Linked DNA regions of Mus musculus: all the other regions are linked to region 3. A link is a contact called in public Hi-C and HiChIP or PLAC-seq data. All regions are on one chromosome and are shown on one strand. The core of a region is the stretch at or near the end of the contact, and the rest is flanking DNA. Distances in the headings are between cores, read along the strand shown. Region 1 has its middle 180 kb from the start of Fbxl17. Region 2 has its middle 33 kb from the start of Mir6420. Region 3 overlaps Fer (fer (fms/fps related) protein kinase).

The links. HiChIP or PLAC-seq counts read pairs in DNA pulled down with a chosen protein or histone mark. A called contact is a pair of places that touch in the nucleus more often than the background predicts.
Region 1: a CTCF HiChIP or PLAC-seq map of the NIH/3T3 cell line shows a contact between it and region 3, with 9 read pairs. The contact joins two enhancer-like sites.
Region 2: a Hi-C map of adipose-derived mesenchymal stem cells shows a contact between it and region 3, with 2.0 times the contacts expected there. The contact joins two enhancer-like sites. A contact is called at or near these places in 2 of 484 Hi-C or Micro-C datasets (adipose-derived mesenchymal stem cells and nephron progenitors).

What each region holds. Positions count from the first base shown.
Region 1 is chr17:63,676,313-63,680,644 of GRCm38.p6, forward strand. No RefSeq gene overlaps it. Among named protein-coding and RNA genes, the nearest start is that of Fbxl17, 180 kb to the left of the region's middle. Within about 2 kb of position 2,124, at least 51 of the 459 cell types and tissues checked have an H3K27ac peak or open chromatin away from gene starts, as enhancers often do. A contact at or near this core is called in the NIH/3T3 cell line, where this site is marked.
Region 2 is chr17:64,405,630-64,410,190 of GRCm38.p6, forward strand. No RefSeq gene overlaps it. Among named protein-coding and RNA genes, the nearest start is that of Mir6420, 33 kb to the right of the region's middle. Within about 2 kb of position 2,137, at least 63 of the 459 cell types and tissues checked have an H3K27ac peak or open chromatin away from gene starts, as enhancers often do. A contact at or near this core is called in adipose-derived mesenchymal stem cells, where this site is marked.
Region 3 is chr17:64,091,555-64,095,873 of GRCm38.p6, forward strand. All of the region lies in intron 16 of Fer (fer (fms/fps related) protein kinase), which reads left to right. Among named protein-coding and RNA genes, the nearest start is that of Gm46590, 40 kb to the right of the region's middle. Within about 2 kb of position 2,362, at least 37 of the 459 cell types and tissues checked have an H3K27ac peak or open chromatin away from gene starts, as enhancers often do. A contact at or near this core is called in the NIH/3T3 cell line and adipose-derived mesenchymal stem cells, where this site is marked.

The DNA.
Region 1 (4,332 bases), core at 874-3,373, 420 kb before region 3:
TTTCTGTGTACCATGTACATGCCCGGAGGACAGGAGAGAATGCGGGTTCCCTGGAACTGGAGTCACAAGAAGTTGTGAGCCCCCATGTGGAGGCTTTGCAAGAGCAATGGGTGATTTCTGGGTATTGATGTGAGAAGGCAGGAAAGGAATGGAGGAAACTCTGGAGATGGAGAGGGGCAGGTTCTGGCAGTAATGAAGGGTGAGTGTCAGTGGAACTAGGTTAGGCAGACTGGGGAGACAGTTAGGAGGACTTGGAGGGCGCTTAGAAGGGATACAAAAGCAGAGGAGGGCCCCAATAGGGAGACCAAGGTTTCTGGCACCTAGTACACAGTGTCATGTCAACCTTCATTACACCTGAGTTGTGACAGGAAATTTTGATCATTACCTTCAGTCATCTCAGTGGGATAATAGAGAGTGAGGTTGTTCTACCCCTATGCGGTTTCTGTAAATGCCACCAGCAGTGAGCCCAGAAATGTTCAATGGCACTAAATTATATTTTCTGCTTTCCAATTCTCTAAGGGAAAAAGGCTAGACCCCTAACCCTCCCTAGTCAACATACTCACCGAGCCGAGCCACAGGAGCCTTACCTCTGTGAGCAGCACAATGTGGCTCAGCTGATCATGACAAGGAAGCTAAGAGAACCTGCTCCACAGGTCGCTCACTTGCTCTCTACCGACCACAGAAAGTGCTCTGGTACCGCACTTCCCTACTGCAGGGATGGTTGCCCCTGATTTACAGTCTCTGAGGGCCGCTCCAGCTTGCTTTCATCATGGTTGCCCCAAATCACAGCTTCAAAAGCTGGTCAAAGAAGCGTCTAGAGAATCGTCTTCTGGGTAGACTGTTACAACTCTTCAGATCCTACTCTGCTTTGCTGTGGAGTGGAAGTGGAGCGCAGGCACCAGAATAAAAGCTACTTTGGGGCCTGCAAGGTGGCTCCGTGGGTAAAAGCACTCACTGCCAAGGCAGCTGGCCAGAGTTCAATTCCCAGGATCCACGCTATGGAAGGAGAAAAGTGGACTGCCATAAACTGTCCTCTGAACTCCCACACACTCGCCCGCATCCAACACATGCACACAAATAATAAACAAACAAATAAATAAACAAATAAATAAATAAACTTAATGTTAAATTAAAAAAAAAACCATTACCATTGTTAGGAGTTGATTGACACCTTGAAAATTCAACAATGGAGAGTAATCAATGCTTTGCTTCTGATACTTAAATCCTGCTCCAAGCACTGCCTAGATTGTCTCACTAGACTCAGATCTGTGTACCCGTCTCATGTGTTCTAGCGCAACACTTGACTAGAGTATTGTCCAACCAAACAGTTGGCCTCAGTGTACTCCAGAAATATTTCCTGGGAAGTTTCATTCACTTTATTTTGTTCAGATCAAGGCCAAGCACGCTAACCCCTCTTAAACACTGGTGACTTGTCCTGCTGTGATTTTATGTCCCACCTTGATCATGCCATTTGGGGTCCCTCCCCTTCTCACAGGGATCTCTTAAGAGGACTTGGTGGACAGCACAAAAGATGACATTTACTCATTATAAATGTACATTGTAGTTCTTACTGCAGTCAAGTGCCTGTGACAATAATGCCTTAAACTGATTCATGATACATGCCACTAACATGTTCTTCATATTTGTATTACGTATGAAAACATCAAACACTATCTGGGAGATTTTGTTTCTATTCCCTCTTTTTTATTTTTATTTTTCAGTTGTCTGGTGAAGCATGTTCCCCATCCTGCTGTGATATTCTCCCCTGTCCACCCAAGATCCTCTGTTTATTTGTCCTCTCAATCCTTAGGAATTTGGAGACAGGAAGCTTGCTACAGGAGATAGAAGCCACGGGGTATCTACAGTGGTTATTTTTCTTCTTATGAGTGGAATGAAGTTGGGTCTTATCTCTCTGAAGGAACTCATAAATCTCTGGATACAATGAGCTCTAGTCTGGGAAATAAACCAAAAATTTTAATTTGGACTTTTTAAATGCTGCACTTCAGTGGTCCAAAGAAAATAACGAGTCACATATTTTCAAATACTGTAATGTGATTTATATACACCATTGTAATCTGGACACAGACTCAAGACACATGCAATCCCTCTGCTCCCTGGAGGCCCTTAGTGATGACATCACTTGCTAAAAAGTTGACAGGGAGAATCTCGAAGAATGTAGTGGAAAACCCCCAGCTGCATCTGCAATTGGTTATGAAACTCACAAAGATCAGATGTTTGTTATACTAGGAAAGATGACTACATCTTTGTGGGATTTGAGAGACTCTCTTGCTGTTACCACAAAAGATGTTAGGTCCTGCTCTGTCTACTTAAAGGCCCAGACTTTGAAATTTAGTAACAAGGGTCTAAGCTTGGGGACTTACCACTACCTTTCTGGCAAGAGTAGGGGCTAAAGTATATAGTGATAAAGGGGAAAATCCTACCCCTTGCCGCTAACCAACTCCCTTCACTCTCACAGTGAAGAGATTAGTGAAACTGAAGAAGATCTGTTCAAAGCAGATTTCGGCAGGCAGGCCATCTATGGAGACCATACAGCATAGAGAGAAGATCCCTATGTGCTGTTGTTCCCTGTGTTGGGTCTAGAGCCTTGACCACTATGTGCATTGAGAACCTGGGAAAGTTTCAAGAGGTGCCAGGGGTGCCAGAGAGAATGGCCTCGTCCCTCACTGGATGTTTTGTTCTGGAGAGCTGGCTCCATCTCTCATTGCTGGCGGCTCTCGGGAGAATGGGCCCTGAGCCTCGCCAGTCAGCACAGTAGAGCTGGCCCTGGTGGAGGGATTGCAGGTGAACCAGCCCCAAGGGTGAGGGCACTTGTCTGCGGTGAGATGGCATGGGTGCGTTGTGATGCTCTTTCCCCTCCCCCTCACCGTGACCTGTAGTAACTGGGAGGGCTGGCCCCGGGGTCACTAGAGAGGACGTCTATCCAGCGCTGCCCCATCACTGGCTGTGGGACTTGGGAGAGTGGGCCCTGCACAGATGACGGACAGGCCCAGCTGGATTAACCCTTGTACTTTGAGAAGGTTGAATGTTAGGCGTCCACCTGAAGATAAGGGCAGATTTTTGAGCAGGAGAAATGAGCTCTCCCTAATGGAACTGTTCAAGGTTACCTTAACAGTCCCCTTCTGAAAAGATAACTCTAGTACCATCTATGAAGTAGACTGAACTTGGGGAATAGATATATTTCTACTTGAAAATCCAGGGATTGATTCCTGAAGCTGTTCACCAGAAGGGACTAGTATGAAATTGGAGTTTCCATCAAACCTTCATGTATAGTCCCCAGGTAAGTATGCTAACTTTGAAGGATTTAAAAATATTTAAAAAGAACCAATCCCTCCACTCCCCAGACTAGTGCTTTTCTTGCCAACTGAGGCTATAGGTACAGAGAACCTATTATTTACTTTATGGAAGCCCAACTTGTCAATAAAAAAGACTATGGCCAATGAGCTGAGACAGGAAATAGGAGATGGAACATGAGAGAGAGAGAGAGAGAGAGAGAGAGAGAGAGAGAGAGAGAAGGGGGAGGGGAGGGGGGAGAGGGTGGAGGGGGAGAGGGAGGGGAGAGAGATTTGGCTAAAACTCTGAGGAGGAGATGGTCACATAAACCTGAGGATCAAGGAACACTGCAAATTTTGCTTGCTCTAAATAACCTGATTCTCACTTTTGGATGAAATGGACTTCAGAAATTCAATTTTGAAAACCAGGTGGGAATATTTACTATTTCATCAGTTTGGTCCTTTCTTCACTCTGAAAATATTAGCCTACTACAGTTTTCTTTTTGCATTGCCTAGCATGGTTGTGCTATACTAGTTAATAAATGATTAAATATGGTATATTTAACAGTTTATTTAATAGCTTATTAAATACACTATATTTAGCAATATCATTACATATAAGTATATTATATACACTATATCAAATATACTATTAAATATAAGTATATAATATTACATGTTATATTTAATATATTATTAAACATAAGTACATAGGTAATATATTAAGTATGTAAGTATATAAAAAATACTATATTTGATAAACTATTAAAGTTATATAACCTTGTAACTTTAAATCTTTTGGCTTCCTCAGACCCACAGAATCAGGGCCCTTTCAGTTCTGCGTTTATCTTGCAGTGGCCCCTCTCCCTTCATCTCTTACCTACATGGACATTGCCGTTTTCACTTTTGAAAAGTCCAGTGTTCTTCATCAGTTTTTTTCTTTTTCTGTTCTGAATCTGGTCCAGCCAGTTAGAGATGGCCACAGATTCTTCACATCCTTCCCTTTTCAAAGGTGAGACCTGTTCTTGTTCCTTCTGAGCCT
Region 2 (4,561 bases), core at 887-3,386, 310 kb after region 3:
GGGAAAAGAGAGACACACAGAGAGAAAGACAGAGAGGAGGGTACGGTAGTATTTGGGTTGTCCCTAGGTCCCTGGGCTATCTAGTTTCAGGCTCTTGGTCACCCAAGCAGTATTGGGTATGGCTTCCTAATTGTGGAGTGGGTCTTAAGTCAAGTCAACTTATGAGTTGGTTACTTCCATAAGCTTTGTGCCACCACTGCCCTGGCAAATCTTGCAAGGTGGTCAAAGGCTTGGTGTTTTTTACGTTTCTCTTTTGGTAGCATGCAGAGTATCTTCCTGTACCAAAGACGCTGGAACACAGGGGTAGGGGCTCTATGTAGACAACACCGTCTCGACTTCTCCACATTCAGTGAGTTGTGCGAGTGCTACCTTCAGCAGTGGGGCCTTGCTGTCAGTTGTGGAGAGCACAGATTTTTTTTCCCCAGTTGGTATTGGAGCCAGAGTTTCCTAGGCAGTTGTAATTGAACATCAGAAGCTACATTCCAGGCAGATCATGGCTTTTTTTTTTTTTTTTCAATATATGCAGTATATCCTCTCCACTTTGACTAATTTAAAATATAAGAGTTAGAGTTGAGATTTTGAAAAGTAAAACTGACCTCAAGGTTCTGTCATTCAGTAACTGGCCCTGTGGGTGAGACACAGAATCAGGTGGAGACACCCAGTTCTGCTGTTTCAGTCAAATGGGATAAGGCATGTGGAAATATTTTTGTCAGGGTGCTATGTATAGTTCAAGATTATTGTCACTTGACTCTTCTACATAAGCTTGTGTTGAGCCTCTCACATCGGGAAGAAAACATCTCTCATGCAAATGCTATCTTAAATTACAGGAGTAGCTAGCTTAGCTTAAAACTTTCAGAAAATAGTGTTCGCTTTTATATTATATTATATTATATTTTATTTTATTTTAAAGTGTGTATGTCTTCAGGTGTCCATAGATTCTAGAGGCTTTAGACCCTCCGGAAACTGGAGGTACAGGGGGTTTTGAACCACCCAAGTGATGCTGGCAACTGAACTCAGGTTCTCTGGAAGAGCAGAACAGATCCTGATCTTAATCTCTGAGCCATCTCTCCAGCCCCAACATTGATTATTATTTCTCATTAATTATTATTTTTACAGGTATGATGATCCTTTTTAAATACCATTTCATTAAAAAAAAAAAAAAAAAAAAAACAACCTTCATTTACTCTGTTTTACTTCCATAGGCCAAGCATGTGCCCTGGCAGTCGTTTCTTTTTGTTTCCTGTTTCTGGGCCCTCCCTTCATCCCTGTTCCCCAAGTGACTCTTCCCTTCCTTCTGCATGTACCATGCACCAACCATATGGAGTCTCACAAATAAATCCTCTGAATTAAGAGAAACTTTGTCAGGGATTCTTTAGTTGCACCCTAGGGACGATGACTGGGATTTTACGGCTTGGGTTTCCCTTTAAGAGCATTGCTATAAAAGAAAATGGTCCTGAATCATAACTTGTGCTTCTCCTCAGCTTACAGAACTCCTTCGGCAGAACGATCTCTACAGGAAGAATCTCAAATAGGCACCTAATAAAAGAAATTCAGCTCACATTAAAATACTAGAATACCAGATGGTGGAGTTTAAGCATTATTCAACTACTGTTTATCCTACCCAGAGCTCATTTTAAATTCAACATTTTTTGAGAATTATTCATGGAGCCACAGTTGTATTTCATGCAGATAACAAGCTGAGTATGGAGTGAATCACCAGAATGCACCCATCAATTCCATACTTCCTTGGTTATTGTTAATTCAGATTGCAACTATTAGTTAAAGTTGAGAGGCTTTTTGAAGCAAATCAACATCAAACAGTCGTGGGCAATAATTGGTTCAGCAATCTGTGGGGAGGGCAAATCATTAAACTTTACAGGGTGGAAGAATTCGCCAAAGGACGCAAGGCTCCATCTGCCAGAGCCCGAGCACACAACTGTTTGCTGAGTGTGTCTCTTCCTCTGTAGGAGCCTGCCCACTGAGTAGGCAGTGTTTCTTGCTTTCCTCTAATGTCTGTGGGGTAACTTTTAACCGGACGTAAAAGACAAGCTCATCTCCCACACTTCTCCATGTGAATCGCTGGGAAATCAAACACAAAAGGCGTCTCTGAGCACATCACAAGCTCCAGTGATAAGTCATGATCTCAGCATCACGGCACTTGTAGACTGCCAAGCTCCTCAGCCCGACGCCTGCCTCTGCCACACAGCTGTATTTTATTCACATCATTCTAGAGAAAAAGAAGCTCCCCTGCTTCAAGTTACTAAGGGAAATATTAGGAGACCTTTTAAAAGAACAACACCCGTGCTGTTGCTAACAGCCAGTGCTTTGACAGCTGGAAGCATTTTTCACTCCACGTTTAAAATTAATCTGAATGAAAAAGGTTGAATTCAGCGTGACACATCTTCAGTGCCTATAAAAGCTTTTATATGGAGGAAGAGAGGGCTTAAAAAAAATCTCCTTCTGATTTTGTTCTTGAACCTTCCAAATTTCGACAGCAATGGAAGTTAGAGGCTTGCTGCCACCCCGCAGCTCAGTGTGGCTGTCTACTGCTGGCACTTACTGGGTGTCAGAATGCTGTGCTGGGAAACTCACTTCCATTTATCTTTAGCACCTGCATCGACCCTGCAGAGACTCCCTAGCTCACCCATAGGGCAACACCTCAGAAAAGTTAGCAGTGCAGGCCAGAATCACAACATGGCACCACCTCACATCAGGAGTGTATTATGTTCTTCCTACTGCAACATTGGTTGCTCCCTTGGGCATAGTAGATGTGAGACCGTGTGAGGAAGTTTATAGTCACACTTTAAACTGATATTCCAGAGATGAAACCATAATATATTTTTTTCAAGACACCCAATACAAAGCATCGTCTTAGGATACATCTTGATGCCCAAACCCGCTCTCTTCCAGTTTGTGAGCTCAGCCGCAACACCAGCAGTCAGTGGTCCTCAACCTCCCTGAGGTTGTGAGCCTTTGATACAGTTCCTCGTGTTGTGGTGGCCCGCCCCCATCATAAACTCATTTTGTTGCTATTTCATAACTGCAATTTTCCCATTGTTATGAATCATGATATAAATATCTGATATGTAGGCTATCTGATATGCAACCCCTGGGGGTGGGGGTGGGGGTGGGTGGGGGAGGTTGGGACTCACAGGTTGAGAATAGCTGCCTGACAGAAATCTGTTTCCTGTAGTAAATGAAATGAGTTGATAAATCCTAAAACATTCCCATGGGAAGGCAAATGCCGATGGCTTCAATGAAAGTCTTCTAACATCCAAGGGATCCTTTCCGTGTCTTGCACTCCTCATCTGTACGGGAAATGATTACAGAATCTCATCATGGGAGGGGATGGTTCTTCATGGATGAGCCTGGCCTTTCTGTGTGCCAGGAGAGCAGAGGCCCCGATCGCCTCTATCCTACATGGTAAATAGCCTTGGAGGTTTTACAAGACACAGCTTTCCTGAATGTGAGCGAGTCTTTCCCCTGTAACGTAGCCTACTATTCTTATCCATCACTCCTTGGACTCACTGTGGTAAGTGAGGCTTGGAGATGTGCTTCAAGGAACTGTTTGCGCTCTGGTTACTTCTATGTCCCTAAGTAATAATGTCCTTTGTCTTGGACCCAAGCATCTTCACTTAGCATCCATTAAAAATAGAGGGTTAATTGATAAACTTGCAAATAGAGCAAAATATTGGCTCTGCCACAATCCTTGGTATTTCATATGGCTATAGCAATTAAATTAAAAAAAAAAAACATAGTGACCAGCCCATTGAGACTACTAGATTCATATGGGCTGTTAAAAACTATTAGTGTCCCAAATAACATCAATAATTAGTTCATCACTAACACAGTATTTTGGTACTTGGCACGAGTTAACTTTAGACTGTGTCTTTGTTTTCAAGTGATAATTTAACAGTAGTAATCCTTTGAAGGGGTCCCCATGCCACTTCAGTTGGCAGCAGTGGAGGGTGGAATAAATTCTGTAAAGATTGGGTCCATGAACCATGCATGGTAGCACATGCTTGCAATAGCAGCACTCAGAAGGCAGAGGCAAAGGATCTCCACACATTCAAGGCCAGTTCAGCCTTTAAAGCAAGAGTTAATTGAGGGCTACACAGGGAGACCTTATCCCATTAAACAAAAGCAAGCCTCAAATCCCAGTAGATTGGTGTTTCTGAATATTTTGCCTCTGTTGCTCTGGCAAGTGATATATGAATGCTCTCAAGGCAGAGCATGTCTTACAGTGTAACTTCAATACAGATTTTATCTTGTAATTCAGTGTTGAGGAAAATTATTAACCCAATCAAATAACTGGCATTCAACTGTCTGCCAAAATTTAATGACTCAAAAACGCCAAAGCCTATAGTTCTTTATGTACTTGATCAGAGGAACACCGACAATGTGATTTTAAGCCATCTGTGAGCCATATAACTCACTGATACAGAAATAAGTTAAGAAATACAAATGGTAATGCTGCTCTGATAAGTGTGGGATCCGTCTGGAATCCCGTCTGCTTCTCTTCACATCTTACCCATTTACTTAGCTCTGCACTCAACTTATT
Region 3 (4,319 bases), core at 1,112-3,611:
ACAGGCAGGCATGGTGCTGGAAAAGTAGCTTAGAGTTACATCGTGACCTGCCAGCACAGAGAGAAGATGTAGCCTGGCATGGGCTTTTGGAACCTCAAAGCCCACTCCTAGTGACATACTTCCTCCAACAAGGCCACATCTCCTAATCCTTCTAATCCTACAGAAGAGTTAAACATTCTTTGGTGACTAAGCATTCAAATATATGAACCTGTCGGGCCCTTATTATTCAAACCACTGCAGCATTTCTCCCTCAAAGCACTACCCTGCTGCACTGAACACACTGGCATAGTGTTCCCTCTGTTAATCCCTCAATAGCTTCCTTTAACCACATCCAAAGCTGAAACAGTATGAATCATATATATAACTTAAAAGTTTATAAATGGCCACCTTAAAATGCATAAATAAGCAGGTAAGGTTAATTTTAATAGCTCACTGTCAGTGTATGAATTTTTATCAGGAATATTTTCTCATTCTGCTTCCTGTCTCTGGTGTGACTGATAGCTAATGTCTGTTTGCTGAGAGGAGTGTAAGAAAGATGAAGATGAGTTACCAAAAAAAATTGTACTAAATTAGTCTCTTGAAATGTGATGTGTTAAATCTCACAAAGTGGGATTTGTAGTTCTATGGCCTTTAGCGGTAGAATAGGAACCCTCGGGTCTCTTTGTCTTTAGATGTAGCCATCCATCCAGAATGGCTGACTGCTGGCTTTCTTTTTAAAGATCTCTAAGGACTGTGGATTCAGAAGCCTGACTTAATATAACCTTGTTCGGTACTGAATAAATCTGATAGCTACAGATTTCTTCCCTGGCAGTGTTAATAATCCCTTGCTGTAACATAAGACTTCTCCACTGTGTCCTCCAGTGGACAGACAACAGTTGGTAAGCATTAATCAAATGGTATGCATTAGCAGTAACTTGTAATAATTCTTGTATAATTCTTTGAATTATATAATATTTAAATTTCTATATCATAACATATTTAAAGTTTCTTTATAAAAGAAAGTAGGAGGTCAGTAATGTGTTTGCTCTTCAAGCTTGTTAGATGTTCTGCCATCTATATGATGTTATAAATAACAGTAAGGGAACTTTTAGTCTGTCAGGAATCACTGAGAGGCCTTAGTTGCTAAAAGCAACTTATATGCTCTTAGTTTAGCTTTACTTTAGGCAGTACTTAAGAACTTGGTGAGCCTTCCTCCTCATGTCACTCCTGCCGCTTGCTTGAGTGCCCAGCTGTATGCACTGAGACAGCTCTGCTGCAAGAACAGCTGGAATTCAGGTTGTGTCTGTTGGGCAGCATCTTCTGTTTTCAGTGTGCTGCCAATGTCATAACATTGTTTCAAGAATTACCTGAAACAAATGTGCCTAAAGTATGTGTGGGCAGGGAGTATCTGGGATTAGTATAGCTGTTACTGTGATTGCCACTTCAAGCCTTCTCTGAACAATGAACCTAAGGTGGCACTGTCAACATCCAGAGCCAAGAGCTGGGCTCTTCAGAAACTTAAAAATTAGTGAAGACGCAGAGCTTAAAGTTATCAGCTGATACCAAGTGAAATGCTGCATTTGGTATTATGGAATGTGGCACCTCTGACCTTGCCCAGAGGAAAGATACAACCAAGCAAGGAATGTTTTGTAAAGGAGACAAAGCTACTAACTCAACAGGAAGACGTTTATTTATTGATCATTTTCTTCAGCTCTTGCATGCTTATCGCATGGCAGTTGCTCTTCCAGGAGGTGGGAGATTAGTCAGTAGCAGAAGGGAAATGCCTGCCTCACATTGTTCTTTATCCCGGTGGAGTCACGATCCTGTGGGCTGCAAGGGCAGGTTAGAAGAGTACCAGAAGCTGGTGGAGCCAGGGCAAGGAAGTCAACTTTCCTTAGGCCCCCGAGGATGCCAGACCACAAGACAAAGCCTAGCTGCCCCCTTTCTTAGACAGAAGTCCCTGGAGTCCACCCAAGGTGACGTTGTCATCCCAACAGCCTCAGTGAGTACATGGTGCAGAGGTGCATTGACTGATGACAAGGGAGAATCTGCATCCCTACTACACAACCTGCCTACCTCATGTGCAGAGGGTATGGACGTCTTTGCTGGAAAGGAAGGTTTTTTCTCTTGGAAATAGATTGTTAATTTGCAGTTGACAATACAAGAGAAGTTGGTACTCCCCTGGCCTTCTTTTCAGAGTCTTCCTCTTAAGTAGAGAAAGGTATTATTATGACGATGTATAAACAGTGCTCAGGATTTGATAGTGTGATTCACAGAACAAAAGCTACCATCTTAATTCTGACAAGTCAACATCAGCCACAGCAATGCCAAGTAACAGCATGACCCCTTTTATATTGTTTGTTGAGGTTGAGTGACTAAGTCCAAAAAGCTATGTCTCACCAATTTCAAGTGGCTCAGACTCAGAGTGAGTCAGAGACCGTGGGTGTCATTGATGGAGGTGGGATCTTGGATGGGAGCAGAGCAAGGGAAACAAAATTGACTTGGGACCATGAGCTACAGACTCTTAATAATTCATTTTACAAACTGAGAAGAGTACTGTAGAGCTATTCTTCAGAGTTACTTAGGACAGTTCTATGCCAAACCTGTCTTAGCCTTTTTTAAAAAATAAGATTCATTCATTTATGTATATAGGTGTTCTGCCTGCATGTACATTTGCACACCAGAAGAGGATGTCAGATCCCATGGTGACAGATGAGTGTGAGCCACCATACAGATGCTGGGAATCTAAAGTGCAGAAGAGTGCTCTTAGCAGTTGAGCCATCTCTCTAGCCTGATTAGCTCTTTCTATGATTCCTCACCACTGGGACTCATTCCTTCATCTATCTTCTGCATTTCAGCTTCTACTTTCCCTCTGGGAAACAATCTGCACGCAATTGTGGTTAAAGGGTGTGCAGGACTCTGGTGCTCTGCTGTGTGGCCTGGGCCATCCCCTCCTCCCACAAACCTTCCTAAGCTGAAACTAGAAAAGAACAACTTTATAAGAGAATGTTTTAAAGTGAAAGCACACACATTTTAAGAAGAATATTCTAATTCTGACTTTCCTCCTATGTTTTGGAAATTTCTTGAAAGACAACAACACATTTGTATCACATGTAAAGCAATTAGGGAATGTTTCATTATTGTCAGAGGCATTTTCTTCAGGAAAATAATCCTAAGAATAATGATAGAGTTGAATTGAGCTGGTTAGAGCTTATAGTTTATTTTCATGAACAGATTGTCATCTGATTCTGACAGTAGCCAAGGGAAGCAATTATCACCATTTCCTATGTGAAAGAATACAATTTTAGTGAGAATACATGTGTTTCTGGGCTTTGACCTAGGCTTTCTATCCTCAGGTATGATCCACCCCCCTTTTCCATTTTAATCGTGTTTATGTATTTCATATATCACAATTCTATTTTGGTAATACTGGAAACACATAGGTCTTTAGACCAAGCTTTAACTCAGTTACCACTGTGACATTTGTCTGATACATTCTCAAGAACTTATTATTGTATAATAATTTTGACATCAATATGAAAGTAAAGAAGAATCCTAATATATTTTCAGGTAGTTGGGGCCGTACAACCCAAACTTAATGTTGCAACTTAAACTACTATTTTTCAAAGTCTTCATGTCCTTGGAAACAAATTTTATGTTGTTTTGATTGTGTTTTTTATGAGCAGATCGCCTAGTCTGCTCACTAGGCTCTAGTGAGGGTTTGTAAAGGAAAGATAGAGAAGGAAACCACCAACAGAGACTATGTTTTGTAGGGATGGCTTCTACACAAAAGAATTGCCCATGCCACTTTCAAGACTTTGTGTCTGTGTGTGTCTCTGTGTGTGTGTGTCTGTGTATGTGTGTGTGTGTATATGTGTCTGCCTGTGTGGCTATCTGTGTCTATGTATGTGGGTGTCTATGTGTGTGTGTCTGTGTGTGTGTGTGTGTGTGTGTGTGTGTGTGTGTGTGTGTGTGTGTGTGTGTAGCAAAGGCTGGTCTTTCCCAGCATGGTTATCCGCCAGTGTACCCATACACCTCCCAGTGGATGCTTTCCCTGGGATGTCCTGGAGTTGTCCTGAGGAGTCTGCATGCTGGCCTCTTTCTCTGCACACATCTCTAAAGCCTCTCCTAAGTTGCCACCCTTGGCCTAGCTTTTGGGAAAGGATTAGAGTTAGGATGAGGCTGAGTTCCAACTGGAAAGAATAGAGAGCCCTGGGGGTGGGGACCACAAAATTGTCTGGGGTGAAACCTAGTTCATGAACCCCAATGATGTAATGAGCATCCCATCCACAGAAGGAAGGACTCATATCTAATAGGAAAGTGCCACAGACAAAGATAGG